2 separate regions of the Mus musculus genome follow, and region 1 is linked to region 2. The links are chromatin contacts, called in public Hi-C maps. All regions are on one chromosome and are shown on one strand. The core of a region is the stretch at or near the end of the contact, and the rest is flanking DNA. Distances in the headings are between cores, read along the strand shown.

Region 1 (3,292 bases), core at 103-2,602, 96 kb before region 2:
ATCCACTGACTTAGCACATCATAGCCCTGCCACACACTTCTCTTGCTCCACTTGGCACACGCAGTAACTGTTCACTCCCCTGCTGTCTTCCCTGGATCACAGGGCTTGGGAGGTACCCCACTGTGGAGTGTTTGCCTGACATGAACTTGGCTTAAACATCAATGCTTTGTTTAAAACAAACAATACAAACAAACAAAAAAACAACCACCAACAACCCAGAAATCATGTGGAATTTTGACCCAGGCCTGGTATCATACACCTCTAATTTATAGCATGACAGAGGCAGAGGAAAGACGCATGGTAAAGGCAAGCCTCAGCTATTTAGTGAGTGTGAGTCAGCCTGGACTAGATAAGATCCTGTCTCAGAAATAAAGTGGGTGGAGGATAGGACACAACAAAAGCTGTGTCTATGGTCCTTGCGTTAGTGCTTAATATTGTGGGAATGTGACGGCCAGCCCGACCTGATGGCACTGTGTTATTGCTTGCCCAGGGAGAAACCATTCCATCCCAGTCATTAATGTCACTTCTTTCCATTTTCCCGGGGTGGTTTAGTTTGTATGACAATGTATACATGACTCCCCTATGGTGGCTAAGGAACTTAAGGCTGTACCGGGCACCCCTTAAGTAGTCATTGACCTTTTTGTCCTGAGATGCATGAGAGATCCTAGGGGCCTGAAGATGGTGTTGCTGCTGTGAACTAACTCCGTGCTGTGGCTTTTGTAAACCCACCTTAGCTGTGGGCAGGATGAAATGGTCTCTTTACTGCTGTACAATGGAGCTGAGAAGAACTGAGGGCCATGAAGCAATTTTCTTGCCCAGCTGTGGATTCCAATGAGCAGGAGGTAACTGTGATGCCCACCATTATGAACCCTTCCTTTAGCACCCTTTGGCTCTAAGGCTGCCATCCTGCTGGCAGTAAGAATAAATTCAGTTCATCTAAATTTGAATTGAGTCTAAGTCTTTGGTCTTTGCCAGTGGATTCAAACTCCCCAACAGCAGGGGAGCCCTGAGCACAAATTTACCAAATGGTAGAGGCTGCATCTCTGAAGTACACAGAGCTGACCTAGAGCCTGGGACATAAGTGTGCATGAACTACCAGACACTTCCTTTCTTTGGGGCTCTGAAGGTCCTTATCCTGTCCAAAGAGCCAAATGGAAGCAGTCATTTTTTCGAATATCGACAAAGCTCTTACACTGGGAAATGTTGGCTCCACAGAGTGCTAAGTTCTAATGTGCACTTCAGAGCTGAGTGCAGCGCTCGGAGAAACCATGCCTTTTAGAGGAAGCCAGGCCAGTGTTGAAGCATTTCCGGGCGATGGTGAGCACAGCTGTGGGCCATGAGTAATAACTGTTTCCAAGCGTTCCCACCTCTGTCTCTGTAGGAATCACTTCTGGCGCCTCTCCCTCAGCTGAGGAGACTGGGGGTGCTCAGCAGCGTCTCCCTGCAGCTGCCAGGCCAGGGCCCTCGGCCCCCCCCCGCCCCCCCCCCCCCGCGAGAGAAGCACCACTTCTTTCGGCCTCTGTGTTGATGGCTAACTTCAAGTTGAACATTTGGGGTCCGGGTGACAGAAAGCAGCCCTGAAGCCTGGCTTGTAGAGCCAAGAGGCATTCCTGAGGTCCTCACAGACACACTGCCCTGTGAGTGCACACACCAGCACTCTCCCTCCTGTGGTACAGCAGCAGTCCAGAGCATACAGTTTGATTTTACTTTGTTGTCTTGTTGCTGGTGGTGGTGGTGTGTGTGTGCACACAAGCACACCCTGCCGTGTCAGTTCTCTCCTTCCTCATTATTCTGAGACCTGAACTCAGATGGACAGATGTGTGCAGCAAGCTCTTTCACCCTCTAAGCCACCTTTATGGCCTTGTGGTTTTTGTTTTTTGGGTTTTTTTTTTTTTAGTTTTTTTGAGACAGGGTTTCTCTGTATAGCCCTGGAACTCACTCTGTAGACCAGGCTGGCCTCGAACTCAGAAATTCGCCTGCCTCTGCCTCCCAAGTGTTGTGTTTTGTTTTTATCTTGTTGTTTATTTGTTTGTTTGGGTGACAAGGTTTCACAGCCCAGGTTGGCCTGGAACTCATTCTATATAGGCTTGTGGTTCAGAATAGCCTGAAACTCATGGCTATCCTCCTGCCTTAGCATCAAGTGCTAGGACTACAGGTGTGAATTGCCATGCCCATCTGAGTTTGGTACTAATATATAGGTGCTAATTTACTGTATTTCATCTACCCCCACAACACCCTGTGGGATTGATCTGAATGTGGTCCCAGCTTTGCCCACCTCTATTCCTAAGATGCTGTAAACTCGCCTCCAGGGTGGAACACGTCAAGAAAGCCTTGTAATGGCACTATGGTAGCACAAACAAGAAACTAAAGCCACCCTCACCTTGCATATGAAGAAGACATGCCACCTCTTTCCACCCCAGTTTCCATGCAGGGACCCGGCAGCCCAAACTCCACCCTTTCAGAGCAGCATGGCCTCATTACCACCTTAGAAAGAAGGATGGCTTCTGTCCAGAGTCACCAATGCTTGGGACCAGGCTGGGGGGGGGGGGGAGGCACAGAAAAATATCTAGGCCTCCCACTGTCCTTGCTACAGGGTAGCTACAGGTTCACCTTACACAGCCACTGGGGAAGTCTGCAGCTTTAAGATATGCCAAGGGCCTCTGAGAACTCCCTCTAACCCTGACCTTACTTCAAAGAGTTTCCAAACAATACATCCTCCTGAGGATTAGGGGCTCTGGTGGCCTTAAAGACAAAGACTTAACAAGACCTGGAACACAGCTGACTTTGGCTTTTGTCTCCATCCTAGCTGTGGACGTCCCTTTTCTGTGCAGTGGTGGCCAGGACACTAGGTTAAGAGAAAGGGCACATAGGCAAGTACAGGGGCACTTCCCCCTTCCTCCGCTCATCTCTCCTGACAAACTAAAAACTAGAGTGGTAGGTTTTAAGTGGAAGTGGAATTGTTCAGGCTGGAGAAACAGCTCTGCAGTTAAGAGCATGGTCCCCTCTTCCATAGGACCAGATTTGATTCCCAGTGCCCACATCAGGTAACTACTCAGAAACACCTCTAACTCTGGTCCCAGGGGATCCTATCAACACCCTCTGGTCTCTAAGGGTACGTGGGGCTCAGAGTCATACAGGCACACATACACAGTTGCATTAGTAAAAGTAAATTTAAATGAAAACAGAATTATCTCCTTCACCTATGTGTCAGACTTTCTACAGATTGCAGATCACAGTGACAGGCTAATGGAGACACAGGAATTGAAGTTAGCCAATAATTACGTACAAGGAG
Region 2 (3,054 bases), core at 201-2,700:
TGTACTTTTACAGAGGTGTGCTGAGCAAGGGATGGGACAATCTTGATCTCACGGGATCTGCCCTGGGCTGTTTCCATGGCAACTTGTTTCCAACAGGTAGGTGCCTAGAATCCTAATTCATTGCCTGAGATTGACCGCGGTGCCACAGACTATAGAACTAGCCCCAAAGGCCCTCTCCTTTCTCTCCTCCATTTACCAGGGAGGACAAACTAATAATCCACATTCTTAGACTATCTCACACATCTGACACTCTCTGCATGAAGGCTTCTCTCCATGTTAGCTGCCAAGGCCCAACTGCGATGGGATCTAGTCTGTAAATCCCCGCTCCATCCCCCCCCCCCCCCGCCCCCTTCCTCAGGGTGAGTTCCTCCAGGTTTCTACAGCCCTGGGTTCCTATTCGTCTTTAGAAACTTTTACTTAGTGTCACAGGTGTCTACAAGGAACTCTTCTGGGTCAGTTCCCACCCAGTCATTTATCAAAGAATTACTGATGGCCTCCTGTACCTGTCAGGCACTGTGCTGACAGATGCTAGGGACACAGCAGAAAACAATAACGCCTTGCCTCGTGCGGTTTACATCATGGACTGATGCAAAGAGGTCCTACAGGCTGAGGGTTCTGCTTTGAATCAAGCTCCCCATTGTACATCTGTTTCTTTATTTCTTCCTGGGCATTTGTTGCTGGAGATAAACCCCAGGGCCTTGCACATGCAAGGCACCACTCTCCCACTGAACTACACTGTCGGCTCCACATTTCATCTTCACAATAACTGAGCGTGCTGATTATCGTCAGTTGCCACTTTACAAAGGAGGGAACTGACCTCCTACAATGTGAATCATCACTACAGGCCAGAGAACTTGCCTGTGGAGTCACCACAAGACCCAGTGCCGGCTCGCGACAGCACTCCGTCAACATCAGGGGAAGTACGGCAAGCCCTGTCCAGTGAGGCAGAGCGAAGAAGGGTCAAGCCCCACCCTGGTCTCATCATCTCTATCTTCCACCTGCAGCTTCCTGCTGTATCCCCAAGGGCTCAGCAGTGGCTGTCAGCCTCGACAACGACGTGATGGACAGGAAATAAAGCCTGACACCCTCCCCACCTGGAGCCATCTCTCTCTCCGGGGCATCCCCTCTCGTCCACAACAACAGGAGGCAGGAAGCCATCTCTCTCGGAGCCCCAGAGACCTGCGAGCCGCTGACAGCGTCCCAAGGCCCCTACTTCCGGTCTTCGCCCCCTCCCCAGGTGTCCCCATTTCCTGGGGTCTCCCGCCCCTCTGGCCCACTTCCGGCGATCTCGCCCTCTCCGGTCCCTATCTCTGGCCCCTCGGCGCACACCCGGGCTCGTGGGCACTCACCAGCCCGGCGGCGGGCGGAGCGCGGGTCACGGCGGCAGGAGCCTCGGCTGGCAGCGCGCGCAGAACAGACCCGCACTCCCCGGCCGGCCGGCCCGGCCCTCGCGCCGGAAGTGACGCTCGAGCCGCGTGTAGGCGGCGCCCATCCGGGAATGCGCATGAGTGAACTTTGTAGTGCTGACTTGGGGCTTGACACCACCTGGTGGCCCCGGCTGTGCAGCTGAGTTGGGTTTCGGGTGGGGAAACTGAGGCCTCGGGGAGGGAAGCTGGAACACACTGCCATATGCCTAGTGTTCTACATCATTTTCTCATTAAATTGTCTTTTTATTTATTTATTTTCATTTTATATATATATATATATTTTTTTTTTTCAATCCCCCTGCCTGCTGTGACCTCTAGAGAAGCGGCAAATCAATGCAGAAACCAGCTTCAGACCTAGACCTCAGGCTTATCATTTGCAGAACTACTCTGTCCTCAGCTGATGTCTGGACTGGCTGCCTGTGTCAGTATGCCATCAGCTGAGCCGCTTTGGCCAAGTGCACTAGCCTCTTCGCCTCTATTTCTTCGTGAATAACGATTCTTGCCCTGGACCCCGACTCAGAAACTACTTGTTTCCTGCTCTGGGGCTCACAATGTTGTCTCGAGACAGCAGTAGTTTGAAAAGGAGTTTATTAACTCCACATCTGACCCATTTACTAGCCTCACCACACATACCCATGGTTTGTGCAACTGTAATTTCGAGGCAAATCTCTTTTAGGTAGAATAAGGACAACAGACCATTTCTAGAGAGAAATTTCGTCGGTCTAAGAAAATGTCATATTCAAAGGGATAACCTTAAGTCCCTCATCCTTTCCCTACCTTATGAATAAGTGGAGTCCTAGAGTGGTGGGAAGTGACCTTCAAGGACATAAGGACACAATGGATTTTGCCAGATGTCAAACTAAATATGTGAGAGGGGTTCGAGGTACCCTGGGAATTCTGAGTTATGTTTATCTGTTTTGTTTGTTTTTAATAGAGGGTGCCTTTGTAGACCAGCTGGCCCCCAACTCATGACTCTTGCGCCTTGTCTTCTGAGACAGTGAGTGTGTGCCGCCACCCCAGGTTACAAGTCATGAGACTTGCAGTCCTCCCTTCTCTCCAGTCACCAGCTTCTAGGCTGCCAAATAAAATATAGAACTCTCAGTTAAATTTGAATTTCAGATAAACAAAGGTCTATTTTTAAGACTAGGTTCCTTATGTAACATTTGGGACACATACTTTAGAAATGTTTGTTTCTCAGAAACTCACATTTAAATAGGTGTCCTGTCCCCCGTCCGCGCCCCCCCCCCGCCCAAATCTAAGTGTTAGTTTCCTGTTCCATTTATAACAAATTACTACATAGTGACTTCAAATAACACAAATGTATTTTGTTGCTTTGCTAAAGACACCGGGGAGCTGGGAAGGCTGCTGTCTCTCTGGGTACTGGTTCTCTTTTCCAACTTGCAGAAGCTACTGAGCTACTGGTATTATTTGGTCCATGGTCTTCCCCACATCACTCCGACATCTTGCTTCTGTTGTCACAACGGCAACTGACTGAGTCCTGAATACCCCCTCTGTGTTCTCTCTCCCTCTCTCTCTTTCTCTCTCTCTTTCTCTCTCTCTTTGTGTGTGTGTGTGAGTGAGAGAGAGAGAGAGAGAGAGAGAGAGAGAGAACTTGATGTAATCTAGG

The links. A called contact is a pair of places that touch in the nucleus more often than the background predicts.
Region 1: a Hi-C map of the G1E-ER4 cell line shows a contact between it and region 2, with 2.8 times the contacts expected there. The contact joins the enhancer-like site here to the promoter of Ttpal in region 2. A contact is called at or near these places in 4 of 39 promoter capture datasets (the C10 cell line, cranial neural crest, liver and 1 more), 7 of 484 Hi-C or Micro-C datasets (B cells, CD4 single positive thymocytes, the G1E-ER4 cell line and 1 more), 4 of 115 datasets of contacts at active chromatin or transcription factors (bone marrow-derived macrophages, double positive thymocytes, embryonic stem cells and 1 more) and 3 of 9 other capture datasets (adipose tissue, liver and pancreatic islet).

What each region holds. Positions count from the first base shown.
Region 1 is chr2:163,696,296-163,699,587 of GRCm38.p6, reverse strand. The region is part of intron 1 of Pkig (protein kinase inhibitor, gamma); the gene reads right to left. Among named protein-coding and RNA genes, the nearest start is that of Gm16316, 5.8 kb to the right of the region's middle. Within about 2 kb of position 1,352, at least 152 of the 459 cell types and tissues checked have an H3K27ac peak or open chromatin away from gene starts, as enhancers often do. A contact at or near this core is called in CD4 single positive thymocytes, the G1E-ER4 cell line, adipose tissue and 2 more, where this site is marked.
Region 2 is chr2:163,600,710-163,603,763 of GRCm38.p6, reverse strand. Ttpal (tocopherol (alpha) transfer protein-like) reads right to left here and starts at 1,450. Exons shown (of 5, transcript NM_181734.3): 1 at 1,350-1,450.